Linked DNA regions of Gossypium arboreum: region 1 is linked to region 2. Evidence: chromatin contacts called from public Hi-C data. All regions are on one chromosome and are shown on one strand. Each heading gives the region's core, a stretch centred on a gene start, on an enhancer-like site or on the middle of the called end of the contact. The rest is flanking DNA. Distances are from core to core; before and after follow the strand shown.

Region 1 (7,076 bases), core at 1,851-4,350, 260 kb before region 2:
CCATAAAGTTTGTTCCACATTTAGAGTTTAAGCTTACATATCATTATATAAAGCATACATTTAATATCATAATTGTATATAGGATTACATATCATTAATAATCTACCCTAATTATATAATGCTAATAGTATATATTATAATTTACCATAAATTTAGCTATACGTGTTAGAGTTTGTGTGATCCGAATCCTGTCACTTACTGAAGAAATAAATAAGGAGATCTGTGGGGGTGAGAGGTCAAGGGTCGTAGGTTTTTTCAACCCTTAAATAGATATAATCGAAACTCCTCTTGTGATATGATTTTCCAAACTTGGAGGGTTTGGAAAATAGCTTGAATGGAAGGACTGTCTTGAATAGGTTTAATTGGTGGAAACCTTGACCCGTAACACTTGAATACTTTAAGAAACCGTAGCTATATTAAAATTATGACCCACTTAAACGTGAAAGAATACTCGAACGTTGGTAAGCAAAATCGCCACACTTCATGATGGGAAACGAATTGATAAGACAATTGGGTGAATGCCACAAACTAGTAAACGTTTGATAAGTTTAGCTTAGTTCAATGAAGAACCATGAGATAATAATCTCACCAACAAAGTTTATATTTAGAATAATTGTCTAACCTCAACATTGTCCTTTTATAAGATATATATAGGCCCTAATTTTACTATTCAAATTCAGCAGCTACATTAGCTTTTATCACAACTTAAAATTCGATTATAACTTTATGAAGGGCAACTAATAAGTCATGACTCGTCACTTGATTCAGATAGTTGAAAAGTCATGTCTCTTCACTTGTTGAAAGTTTAATGTTCCATAATTGTGCTGTTTAGTGTCCCTTCATCTCCCTTATGGCCGAATGTTATGTTGCTTGACATTCATCTCTTTTAATGGCTCCATAATGATCCTTGAGTGCATGAAATAGATAAGATTTTAAAGAGGCACTTGTGATCCATTTGAACAGTCACCATAATAAACTTTAAGTGAATGAAATCGATTAGAGTTGAAGAGTTATTCTTAGTCCTATAAATAGTCACCTACAAGATAAATAATTAGACATTAAACATTGACAAATTTTCATATTCTTATTCTACTAAAATATTTAACTTAAAACACATATTTATGATAGAAATCAGCATAATATAAATACATACATGCATTTATTTATGAATATGTAACTCAACGTATGCTTAAATATAATTAACATATAAGATGCATAAATGCATGGCTTAATTAAAATGTAAACTTATTTTCATAATGCACATAATTAAAACACAAACTTAATTAACATATGAGATGCTTTTATGTATGACTTAATTAAATGCAGAACAGATAATGCTAGACACAATGAAAGATGCAGACATATAATTCAAGGCATAATTTAAAGATACAAACTTGTTAAACTGAAATGAAACTTAATTTAAAGTCTTCCTAAAGTGTCTCATGATTAATCAAACCCAATGGGGTCTCATCCAACTCTTGGATCAGCATTTGACTTGGTCTTGGCCGATCAGAACATGATTAATTTGGGCTTGTTCCCAACGTCCACACATAGGCCCTTTAAACTCTTCTTTGACTCACTTGGTTCGCCCCCTATAGTTGACCCAATTGGTAAACACAAATGATCAATCTTTGTTTTGGACATCTCAAGAATAAGTAGTTCATGGAAATACGGCCCAACTTCAAATTGTTTCACCTTGACAAGAATTAATTCAGCCTTGTTGGTGGAATCACATTAGTAAATTTTTTCTCTTTTGCTTATAGTTTTTTTCACGTAAAATTTGTGTGTTTTTATTTTTATTTTTATTATTGCTTTGTGATCATTCTATTATCATTATCGACGCCTATTATAACAATACGTTTAGGGTTTAATCTTACATATCATTGATATAAAATGTATGTTATAATAATGTAATTGTATATAGGGTAAGTAATCTTAAATAATCTACCTTAATTATATAATGCTAATTGTATATATTATAATCTACCATAAAATGAGTTACATGTTTAACGTTTAGGTGCATATCATTAATAAAATAATACACATTATAATATTTTAATTGTATAATAATATTATTATACATTCATAAGTTATAATTGATATATTATATGTCCTTAAACATGTGTGTATACTATTTTTATAATATAACATGTATTGAATATAATTAAGTGATATTAGAAAATAAATTTATATTATAATATTTCTTTTAATTATATAAATATTAAATAAATCTTTTAAAGTAATTTAACTACTTGAGTTAATAAAATAATAAAAAAGCAATGAAAAATTTAGGAATTACGGTGGTCTCATCTCATTGTTTACTTAGGTTTATAGATAAAAAAAAATTAAAAGAAGCTAGAAGACGAAATATTTATTTTAATTTTATTATTAATTAGTATATATATTTTAAAAATATATTTTATTATATTTTTATACATTAATTATTAATTTGTGTAAATTATAATTAATGTTTAAGAGCAATATTAGTAGCTAAAACATGGTTTTATGTATAAGAGGTCTTGGGTGCAAACTTGTTAGAAACAAAATTTAAATATTTTGTAACCAATAGATACATATTGAGATTATTTGAATTCTATTGGAAGGGGTCTATTTATATCTGCTTTGAATCCATAAAATTTGAATTGGATAAATTCGAAATTCGAATTGCCATCCCTGTTAAAAGCTATAAGGCTTTGGGACTTGAGTTTAGCAAAACTCTCACGTTGAGGTCTGAACTTTTTTTTTATCTAAATTAGTCATTGAACTTAATAAATGTTTCCATATTAGGGTATAAACTAGGCAATTGCTCTCACGTTGGAGTTTTAGTTTTTTTTTTAATCCAAATTAATTCCTAAACTTAGGAATTGTTTCTATATTGGAGTTTAATATTTGACAATTATTCTCACATGAAAGTCTAAATTTTAAAATCTTGAAGGAAAGATTAAAGATTAATTTAGATAAAAAAAAATACATACCCAAAGTGAGAATAATTTCGAATTCCGTACTCCAAAAAGTAATTGAACCATTGAACTCTTGAAGGAAAAGGGGAAGAAAATATAATGGCCTGGAGAGCCCATCCTGGAAAAAAGGGGCTCACTTAGAAAGCACAAGTTAAAGTGTATATGAGCCAGTTATGTTGAGTAAAGTGGGCTGACATTAAAGGCATAATTGAGGTAGCAAGTTCCAGAATTGGGGAAGATCCTGAATGAACTCATTGAATTGAAAGTTGATGGGATATTTGATGGTTGAAAGCAAGATACTTTGCCCAATAAAGAGAAACTCCCATATCTTTAATTAATTAATGCCTAAATCAAAGCCTTTAAGCTTTTCTTATGTTTCATGATTAAGCTTTCCAAAGGTGACAACTCACTCCCACAAATCGATAAGACAACTTTTAACTACAATTCAACCCTATAAAACAAAAAAACATTGGCATTGGGTTGCCAACCCCTACTCCTCTTTCTTGGGTGTTTTCCGGGCTCCGGCTAAGTAATCAGCCCCTACTCTCTCCCCACATAAAGTGCCCAACCGAAATGACACTGTCTAAAGTATCTTATTATCATTTTTTTATAATTTGCCATATTATATATAAATTTAAAGTTATAATGATGGATTATTTACATAATTCATTGAATTTCAACCATTTAAAAAATTAAAAAGTATAATTGTATTAATTATTTAAACATGTAATATACCTACAAACAATTATATTTTTAATTAAACAAATATTTACACTCAAATTTAATTTTTATGTGAATTTTAAAAACACTCTAAAATTTTAGAGGTAAAATTTAGATAAAATCCGTCCACCCCAATATATTGACTAATATGTTTTATAACTATTTGTTATATTTTTAATTATGATTTTTAGTTTATAAGAATATATAACATATATCTTGATTTTAAAAATATTTATATATTTTTATTATAATTGTTTAGCTATTATACAACTTTATAAATATATTTGGCTTGATTTTTAAAAACTAATATACTTTTAGAATATTATATAAAATTTCAGTATGGATTAAAGAAACCATTCTAGAGCCGAATTGAAAACAGTATTAAAATATGTTAAATAAAGTTCACACAACATTAATTTAAGTGTATATAAATAAAAATATAGTTCAACTCAGCTGTGATCTTAGTTTTGATTCTCCATGTCAATATTTACTATATAACCAATTGTGACAGTATCTATGTCGCTCACAATCTCACTTAAATCCTTGATCTAAATGTCACAAATTGAAATATGTGTTTCTCAGTGTAATTATTGAGCAATCCCATCTATCGTGCATGGGGTCGATACCCATCATTCGAAAGCTGCCCCCACATTTGGATCTCGATGAATAGAAATTTCTTATCATAGGCTGCAATATTGAAATGAAGATATGGAGGAGACATAGTCTCATTGAATACACTTGCTTTCCAATAGCCTTATATCTTTAAGTGGACCCTTTTTATAATGATGGTTGCGAAAATTTTGCTCTTACATTTTGCTGCTCTGCATGCCATGGTTTGATTATCTCTTTCAAAGCAAACACACATAACCCTACATAGATATATATAAATTTAAGATATATGGTGGACTGTAGATATTTGATATTAAAATGGCTTTTTTATTAAGACATGAGATGAGTGAAGGAATAGGAGGGCAAATAAAGAAAGAAGGAAAATGGAAGGAGGAAGGAAATAGAGAAAATGGTTAATTGTAACTTAACAAGCCTTTTTAATTTATATACACTGTTTGTTTAGGTTAGACATATGGATTGAAAGAGTACTTTATTTGTTTACAAAGTAACTATTATTGAGTGCAAAAAAATTGTAAGTAAACTTAATTAAGTCAATCAATTTACATCTAAGCTTTTAGGGGAAAAGTCGTGAAGAGAAAGTGATCATGTTTAGAGTATAGGAGCGATGTTGCTATTTGGAGAGTGAGTGAGACTTAAATCACAAATTGTACTAATTGAAGCATAGTGGAGTAACTCTCTATGCAAGGCCTCGCAAACATAAGAACTTTTCAAACTATGTGAACAAAGCTTTAGTGTCTATCTCTATTTACCTATAATAGTGACTTAGTCCAATTGCAACTTAACCTATAGATGGATGTATATTTGGAAGGAAAAAATCAACATACTTGTAACAACCCGGTTTTGACCCTAGTCGGAACAGTGGTTTCAGGACCACAAATTCGAGTCAGAAAAATATTTTGATAAAAAGACTTAATCGCGTAAATTGTAAAAGTTGCATGCTATATGTTAAGTGTGCCTATTTGTTATGACTTATTAAAGAAAAAGTCCTTATGTTGATATTTGACCATTGGAAGTATGAGTGGACATTAATGGCCTTAATTAATATGAATTATATGTTTAATTACAAAGGGTAAATAAGTAAATGATGAAATAAACATATTATAATTAAACCAAAGTATGAAATTAAGCCATTAACATCTTATATTGCTGAAAATAAAAAGAAATAAGAAAGAAAAAGACTAAACTAGGGTTCAGCTTTGTCTTCTTTGATTAAGGTATCATTTTTGTTCGGTTTTTGATAATTTCTATATTTTTGTGATCGTTGCACTGTATTCTATCAAGCCTATGTCTGAATTTTAGAAATTGTTAATGATTTTGAATTGAGCCATTTATGAAGTTGATGATAGTAAATGAAAGATATGTATTGGGTTAACATGTTTTATCTTTGAATTTTTGATGAACTTGAGTTATTTAGGCTAAATTATAAAAATGAGATTTTGAGAGACTAAAATGTGAAATAAATAAAATATATGGACTTATATAAAATCTATGAAAATTCAGCTAAGCATGTGTAAAAAGAAATTTTGTGTATTTTGTGATTTTATGAATTAGGGACTAAAATGTTAAAATGTGAACATGTGAGGGCTAATTTAAAAAATGCCCTAAATATGTATATATGGATTGAATTGAATGATTTGGTGAATAAAAGAGTTAAATTTGAATATGTTTAGATCAAGAACCAAAGAAAACGAAATTAGATTGGGGAAAGTCGAAAGTCGTTGAGTAGTCGATTCTGTTCATTCGAATCAGTACGAGGTAAGTCAATATAAAAATTGTAACGCCCCAATTTTCGGGAATCCTGTGAATGTTGGCATAGGTTTAATTATGTTAGTGGGCCTCTAGAAGGCCCAAGCTTAAGATAGAACCCGGTAATTTTAGTTAATTTTTGTTCCATAAGAAAAAGGGAGTGAAATTATGAAATAGGACCTATGTGAAAATGTTTGAAAATGCTATAGGCTAAATTGAAGTGGCCAAATAAATAGGAGTGCAAAATAAGAGGATTTGCATGACAAACCTCCCATTTCACATGAAGTGGCCAGCCATCATGTTGTTGTAGACAAAATGTACACTTGATATCCATAATTTATGGTACAAATTGATACAAATTGATAATAGGTTAGGTAAATGTTCCATGATAATGGGTTAGGTAAATGTTTCATGATAATGGGTTAGGTAAATGTTTCATGATAAGAATTTCATGTCTTTTGTATTAAAGAATTAAAAGGATGAAATATGAAGTTTTATTAAAAGAAAAATGGGTGAAAAGAACAAAGTTTTGTCCATCTTTGTTCATCATAGCTGAAAGTTAGAGAAGAGAAAGGAGAGGAGAAAGCTCTTGAGTATTCGGTCATTAGGAGGAGGAAAATTGAAGGTAAGTTCTTGGTACCTTGCTTTTATTTTGAGGTTCATGAGTTCTTCTTGATTCTACCTTAACTCTTGAAGTATATTTTGATTTTTAGTTGTGTTGTGAGCATTTAGTCATGAATTAAAATGAAGGAAATGGTTGTTGTTTCATGTTCTTTTGATGAAAAATGGAAGATAGGTGAAGTTGAGCCAAACAATGAGCATGCATGTGCCTTAGATGTTAAAGGAAAAAATCAGCTAACATGTTGTGCTTTAAAATGATGAAATGGAGATTATACTTAAGTAAAATCATAGATATGTGATGATTGATTGGTGATGTACATGTTTAAATAACATGCATGCAAGGTATGTGTGAAAGAGTGATTTGGTAATAAATCCGCTTGGGACAGCAGCAGTAACGTG
Region 2 (7,450 bases), core at 2,154-4,653:
TTGGTGAATCTTATCTCCCTGTACTAGCGATGGAGCAGATTCCAATCATCAGACTTATCTTCACTGAGCAAGAGTGAAGCAGGCTAAATATATCAGATCTTATCTCCGCTGAACAAGAGTGGAGCGGTCGACATCTGATGAATCTTATCTTCACGAAGGCGGAGCGGAGCAGATCAAATTTTAACAAATCTCATTTACATGAAGCAGCAAAGGAGCATTTTTGAAGCAATAAAGTGCGGTGGGCTGTGGCAAAAAAGACAAGACTCAGCCAGCCCAAGCAAATTTGGCCCTTCTAAAATCTTTGCTCTATTCTCATTACACGACAATGAGCAAAGAGAGGCAGCTGCAGAACCAAATTTCTGCTCGGGCCCAATCAAACCAGCCCAAATTAAACACCCCACTAAACCGACCATTAACTCCATCACCCTACTAAACCATCCACTACTTCCATCACCCCCACACCCTACTAAACTGTCCACTACCTCTATCACCCCTACTACCTCCATCACCCTACTTGTTATAAGTTGTAAAATTTGGCTATAAAAGCTATGGAAAAACTATTGTATTGGGGGATTTGGAGAAGATTTTTAGAGGATTTTTGGGGTGAATTTTTTAGAGGATACACATACGAAATCAAAGAGAATACAAATCAGATTTTTAAGGTAACTTTTTATATTATTCAATTTTGTTTACTTTGGTGTTCACATTTTTCTTTACACAAACGAAAGAAGGAAAAGAGAGGAGTTTACCTCGATTTTATTTCCTTTCGATTTGGCCCCAAAGTTTTCATTTTAATTCAATTTAACCCTTTTTTATTTTTGTTATTTTTACATTAAATTAATTAATTTCAGCTTTATTCTCATTATTTTTATATTTTTTATTTTCTATTAATTTAATTAATTTGAGTTATGTTTCATATTATTATATTATCTATTTATTATTATATATTTATTATGTAAATATATATATATTTAAGCAAGTTAATTATTTTAAATATAAATTTCTATTATACATAGACTTATTATATTATATTTTTATACCATTGTTTATTATCGGTTACCATTTTTATATCAAATTATTATTATTTACTATTTCTCACTATTACTAATTTAACATTGTTATTCCAAATTTTTTATTTTTTTACTATTATCCCCATATTTAATGTTATCGTCAACATATTTTTGTTATTATCATCATGTTTTTAATATTATTATTAATACTATTAGCACAATGTTTATTACATTATTGTATTTATTATTACTTGTTGTTTTATTAATTATTTCTATTAATTACTATTATTATTATTTTTATTATTTATATATGGTTAGCATTATTCTCATATTATTATTTTCATGTTGTCTATTATCATCATTTTTAAAAAAATATATGTCCTTAATTCATTTATCCATTGATCTTCTCTCAAAAATTTTCAAAATAAAGACAATGTTCGGTATTTAAAGAATTCGAAGAATCGTGCCCTAACGTACTGGGTTTCGCTTTCTTTGTTTGTCTTGAATATTCGAATATCCTCTTACCAGTTCACTCTAAAAAATTTTCAAAATAAAGGCAATGTTCGGTATTTAAAGAATTCGAAGAATCGTGCCCTAACGTACTGGGTTTCGCTTTCTTTGTTTGTTTTGAATATTCGAATATCCTCTTAAGGCTAAAACGCACATTTTAAAGGCAAGCTCACAATTGAGGGTAAAAAATGTTGTGTCCTAACGTATTGGATGTAATATTTTACCTTGAGGTGAGATGATCTTTAATACACATTTAACTTACCTAAATGTTTTAAAAGCCAATAAAAGGAGGATCGCGTTTTGAACTCTGTCCAAATCTTTAATTTTTGACATTAAGACACTAAATAATCAATTAAGTACTAATTTTGGGCGTGTCGAGGGTGCTAATCCTTCCTCGTACGTAACTGACTCTCAAACCGATTTTCTATTTTCGCAGACTAAAATCGTCGTTTTGAAAAATTTATTTATTTATTAAAAACGACCGTGTTTTGAGGTGGTCCAATCACACCCTATTAAAAACGATTGGTGGCGACTCCCAACTTTTCGTTTTCAAAAGTCGATTTCCTGTTTTCAAAAAAATGGTTTCGACACACTTTATATCAAAGGGTTATAAAAATCATATTAAAGGTTATTAAAATTATATCAAAAGCTACCAAATTGAAAGTATGCCAAAGGTTAATACAACTATATCGAATATCATAGGTTATTAAAATTATATTAGTGGTAATGAACATGCTAACAAAGGTTATCCAAACAATAGCGAAAGTCACTAAATAATATCAAATATAGAAAACCTGAATTAAATGTGTTGGTAATAAGGATCAATAGAGGAAGGTGCAGAAATGAATGACAATTGACAAATTCAGCTTAAGAATCTATCAAAATGATGAAGTGTTTAAGGCTTCCAAGCCCCAAAGGGCCCAAAGGTTTTTCTCGCGGTCGAGGAATGGGTTGTGATTGGAATGTTTTGACACTACCCTTGATTTTCGCCCCAATTCAAAAACCAGTTCGATATCGATTTAATTTAATTTTATTATAAAAATTAATAATTTAAGTTTTTAATTTAAAATTGTTTAATTCAAAATAATTTGAACACAAAATAACTCAAACCTAAAATGATTAGAATCTAGAGTGGCTTGGATTAACAATAATTTGAATAAATAATTTAAAATGATATGAATCTCTTTTCTAAATTTAAAAAATCGGTAAAATGTATTTTTAGTTTTTTTAATTTTGAATTTGGACAAATTAGTCCTTCTAAAAAATCAAGCAATTTAATTCCTATCAATTTTGAATGTAAGAAACTAAGAATAATTAACCATGACGTTAATGTTTTCTATCATTTGTACATAATTTTGATTAGTATAATAATAAATTTAGCCATTAAAATTTACACATTTTGTTAATTTGGTAATAACTTAACAAATTTATCTTGCAACATTTATGTAAATGCTAAATATTGAGACTAAATTTGTTAAATTTTTAGAACTTAGACTAAATTAACAAAATATATAAACATCGAGAGCTAAAATCATTTGCAATTAATTAAAGATATTAATACCATAATTAATTATCTTTAATTATTCACTTTACTTTTAAAATTAACATAAATTAAATTACTCTTATAAATTGAAAAAGAATGAATAAATATTTTTGTAAAAATTTAAAAATTCTTTTACTTAAAATAAGCTGATACAAAATAAATATCAAAATCCAAATTAAGGTACACCCAAATTAACCTGGGTTAGGATTAATAGGTACTCCAACTATATACAAATGTAGGTAATTTTGGAAAGGATTGTAGCAAAATACGTATATTTGTAGTGTGTGGGACCGTTGGCCTAAGCTTAATTTGGAGATTTTTCGTGGACGACACGATCCGAGTCTGCCGCTTTCTCTCTCTTTCATACACTCTTTCTCTCTATTAAAACCTTTCTCTTTCACTCTTTATTTTTATTTTTTTAGCTTTACTCTACTCTTTCCTTTTCCTTTTCCATTGTTTTTTTTCTTTTTGGGTTCATAAATCGATATGGAAATGGAGGATCATCGTCACCATCAATATGCCATACCCGATCTTAGGCAACTACTCAACGGAAAACCCATCAATTTCCAAGCAATTCCACAGGATACTGAGTTATTCTCCCCCGGCCACCACCGGAATCTGCCGCCACCGCAGCAACCCCACCACCCCTTCGATGTGATGCAAATGGTGGGTAGACATGAGTTCCCTTCTGATTCTACTGGTAATACTAATGCCACTCCCATGGCTGCTGTTGCCACTGTCACTAGTGCTTCCACACTTAGTCCCAGCTGTGGGTTCGACGGTGAAGCCAGTGCTTTTGGAGGTGATGGAGGAAATGGAAGGTGGCCGAGACAAGAGACCTTAACACTTCTTGAGATCAGATCTCATCTCGACCCCAAGTTCAAAGAAGCTAATCAAAAGGGTCCTTTGTGGGATGAAGTTTCCAGGTATATACAAATAATATATTTATTCTTCCATGCTCTCCATACCCTAATTCTCTATTTTCTTCCATTCCCAAAGCTAGCAACTTCACTCCATGGATTGTTTCTCCTTTTAAAGATATGAAATGGGGTTCAAACCAGGAACAGTATTACACGAGTTTTCTTCTTTTATTTATTTTTAAAGAAAATAAACGATAGCTGATCATTTCTATAGTCTTCAACTGACTTGCTCTCTTTTTTTCCTTTGAAAATGTGTTGCCTCCATTATTGTGCAAGTTTTTACTGGTTTTTACTATAAAAATGACTAACCTTTTGGATGTTTTAAGTACCCATCTGCAAGTTTTATCCATGAAAAGACGTTTTCATCAGTCCCTTGCCGAAAGACCCATCTTTATTTTTCAATTTTGAATGGTCAAATAAGAGCTTTATCAACATTCATCACATGATATTTCCATGGTCATACACATTTGAATTAGGGTTCATCTGTTTTCTAATAGGTTTAAAGTTTAATTTATTGCCATTTCCTTCCCTTTTTTCTTGGTGCTGTAGAGTCATGTTTGAGGAACATGGGTACCAAAGGAGTGGGAAAAAATGCAGGGAGAAATTCGAAAACTTGTATAAATATTATAAAAAGACTAAGGAAGGCAAGGCTGGGAGACAGGATGGTAAACACTATCGATTCTTTCGTCAACTTGAAGCTTTATATGGGGATACCAGCAACAACAATGGAGTTTTAGGCCAAGAAACTCCCCTAATCGGCAACAGTTTTCAGTTTCATGGCGCTCAAAATAGCATCAATACTCAAGCAAATCAAGAGATCTATCACTCGCAAAAGCTTTGCAGTGATAGTCTTAGTCTCTCAAGTTCCTCAAAATTCGACACTTGTTCCTCAGATAACAATGATTTAAGCAGTGCAAAGCTGAAAAAGAAAAGGGGTTGCAGAAGCTGGAAAGCCAAGATAAAAGAGTTCATCGACTCGCAAATCGGGAAGCTAATGGAGAGGCAAGAGGCATGGCTTGTGAAACTGACCAAGACGCTCGAGGAAAAGGAGCAAGAGAGGGTTTTAAGGGAAGAACAATGGAGGAAAGAAGCAGCAATAAGAATAGATAGAGAGCATAAGTTTTGGGCTAAAGAGAGAGCATGGATTGAAGCTCGTGATGCTGCTTTAATGGAGGCATTACAGAACCTGGCTGGCAAACAGTTGAAGGCGGCATCATCTGACGGTGAAAACCATAATGAAAATGGGAATGGAACAATTAACCACACTGTTAAGGCTGATGGGTGGCAAGAAGCTGAGGTTTCTAGGCTCATACAGCTGAGGACCGCCATGGAAACAAGGTTCCAACAAGTAGGGTATTCAGAAGAGGTGGTTTTGTGGGAGGAAATCGCTGCTAAGATGGGGTGTTTAGGATTTGAAAGGAGTGGTTTAATGTGCAAAGACAAATGGGATACCATTGGTGGTTCATATACCCTAATGAAAACCAAGGAGAGTAACAAAAAGAGAAAGGAGAACTCAAGAGGCTTTGATTATTATCAACCCCATGAGACCATTTTCACTCAAGGACCTGAGACATTGAGACTCCAACCAAATGACGGCTCTTCTCATGCTGTAAGCGATAGTTGCTTTCGCTTCTTCATGGCTGATGGAGATAATAACTTGTGGGAAAACTATGGTCTGAAACTCAGCAACTGATGAAAAAAAACCAGTAAGTTCAAACAAAAGATGACAGGTTTCACAATTATTGTAATCCATCCCACATGGGTAAGTTCTCTTTTGAGAGGCTGTGTAGAATGTGTAAGCAAGCAGTTTGACTGATCTTTGACTCTTGAAAATTTATGTACAGCAAACTGTGTTTCATGTTGTTCTTAGCTAATTCAAATATGGATTAATGGGTTTGATTTAATATATCTTGCAGGGGAGAGCGGAAAAGGAAAAACCACTGCATTTCAATATATATAGTTGATTTAGTGCATGGAAACTTGATTTATGATACTTCTTCATTATCACTTTCTTTCTTTCTTCTTCTTTCAATGTATATTTACTGAGAATTTGTTGTTTAGTAAATGTCTGATGAAATATCTCTGCATTATAGAGGGCATTTGCCCCCACGTGTGCAAAAGTTTATGTACAATTTCTCTGAAGTACGGTGCATAGGTTAAGGAAACAGTGACTTTGGATCAGATTGTAAACCAGAATGCAAATCTTTCAGATTTTGTTTGCATTTGTATCAAATAAGTAGGCCAAGGATTAACGGGTTTTACATATATATACTCGAGATCATTCTATTTGATATTCCATTTATATTTGTTTTTTTTAAAGGTAAAATATTTGTTCGATATAAATAAATTTAACTAATAAATATCTAATAAAAAACTTGTAATCTCATTTAGATTTTGATAGGATGAACCGGTTTGGTTTTGGATTGAATTGGGGAGTTTTTAAAATATTTTGGTCATTTTAGATTTAGATCATTTTAGGTTTGGGCCATTTAGATTTAATAGTCAAGTTTTCGAGTTAGATTTATTTTAGTTCATATTATTTTGATTTGCTTGTTTTAGTTATTTCGAGTTTGAATAATTTCGTTCTTGGATAATTTCTGATTTCAAGTTACAAAGATTCGAGTTGTTAAATTTTTATGATTAAGTTGAATCGAGTTTATATTTAAATTTAATAAAATTGAGTTTTGGAGTTAGCCTAATGCGGTAAAAGTTTTTCCCTAGAAGTAAATAATTTTTATGAGTCCTATTTATTTATTATTTTGACATGAATATATAAATGAGTTATATTGATAAATAAATTCTTTTTTCTCAAAATCAGAAGAGTGGTTGGGTCGAAGAAATAAAGGATTTTTAATGGTCATTTTTATCATACAACAAACGTAAATAAATTAGATATCAAAAGATAAGATAGAAAAATATTATAACAACATAATTGGCGATAGTTCTGGATCGAAGTTGTCCCCAAAGGAGTGGGTGGTAGGGTCACGAAGAAGGTTCGCTTGGGCGAAGAGGATTGACCAGATAGCGGTGGAATGATGGTAGAACATACAGATGAGGGGATGGTCTCTTTCAAAGATAAATTACATGCGTTGCTCACAGGGAAAACGAATGCTTCAACTATAGAGGAGGATGATGATAGTGAAATTGGAAGGTTACGTAATAATTGAAAAGGTAGATAGAGTACCTTCGACCTCCTTTTTTGAAAGGGTTCATTATCTAGTCAAATAAAGCATGAATCAGTTGATCATCATAAAATTGCCTGGTAGAAAGATTGGCTTTAATATGCTCTTAAATAAAATCTAGGCTTTATGGAAGCCGACGCAAACCGTGCAACTTATGGATCTTGCTAATGACTATTCTCAGGTACTGTCAGAAGGGCTCCTGAATAATCTTTAGCCATTGCCTAATCGTTCAACCTTGGATAAAGGATTTCTTGACCTTGCAACATCATCCAAATCAAGTGGTGG

Evidence for each region. Hi-C and Micro-C count contacts between places; a contact is called where the count stands out from the background.
Region 1: a contact with region 2 is called in a Hi-C map of leaf, with 4 times the contacts expected there. The contact joins the enhancer-like site here to the promoter of LOC108482429 in region 2. A contact is called at or near these places in 2 of 5 Hi-C or Micro-C datasets (both in leaf).

Annotation. Positions count from the first base shown.
Region 1 is chr1:64,360,430-64,367,505 of ASM2569848v2, reverse strand. No RefSeq gene overlaps it. Among protein-coding and RNA genes, the nearest start is that of LOC108481140, 96 kb to the left of the region's middle. Within about 2 kb of position 3,100, at least 1 of the 2 cell types and tissues checked has an H3K27ac peak or open chromatin away from gene starts, as enhancers often do. A contact at or near this core is called in leaf, where this site is marked.
Region 2 is chr1:64,095,476-64,102,925 of ASM2569848v2, reverse strand. LOC108482429 (trihelix transcription factor PTL-like) reads left to right here and starts at 3,403. Exons shown (of 3, transcript XR_008283310.1): 1 at 3,403-3,989; 2 at 4,533-5,745; 3 at 5,900-6,248.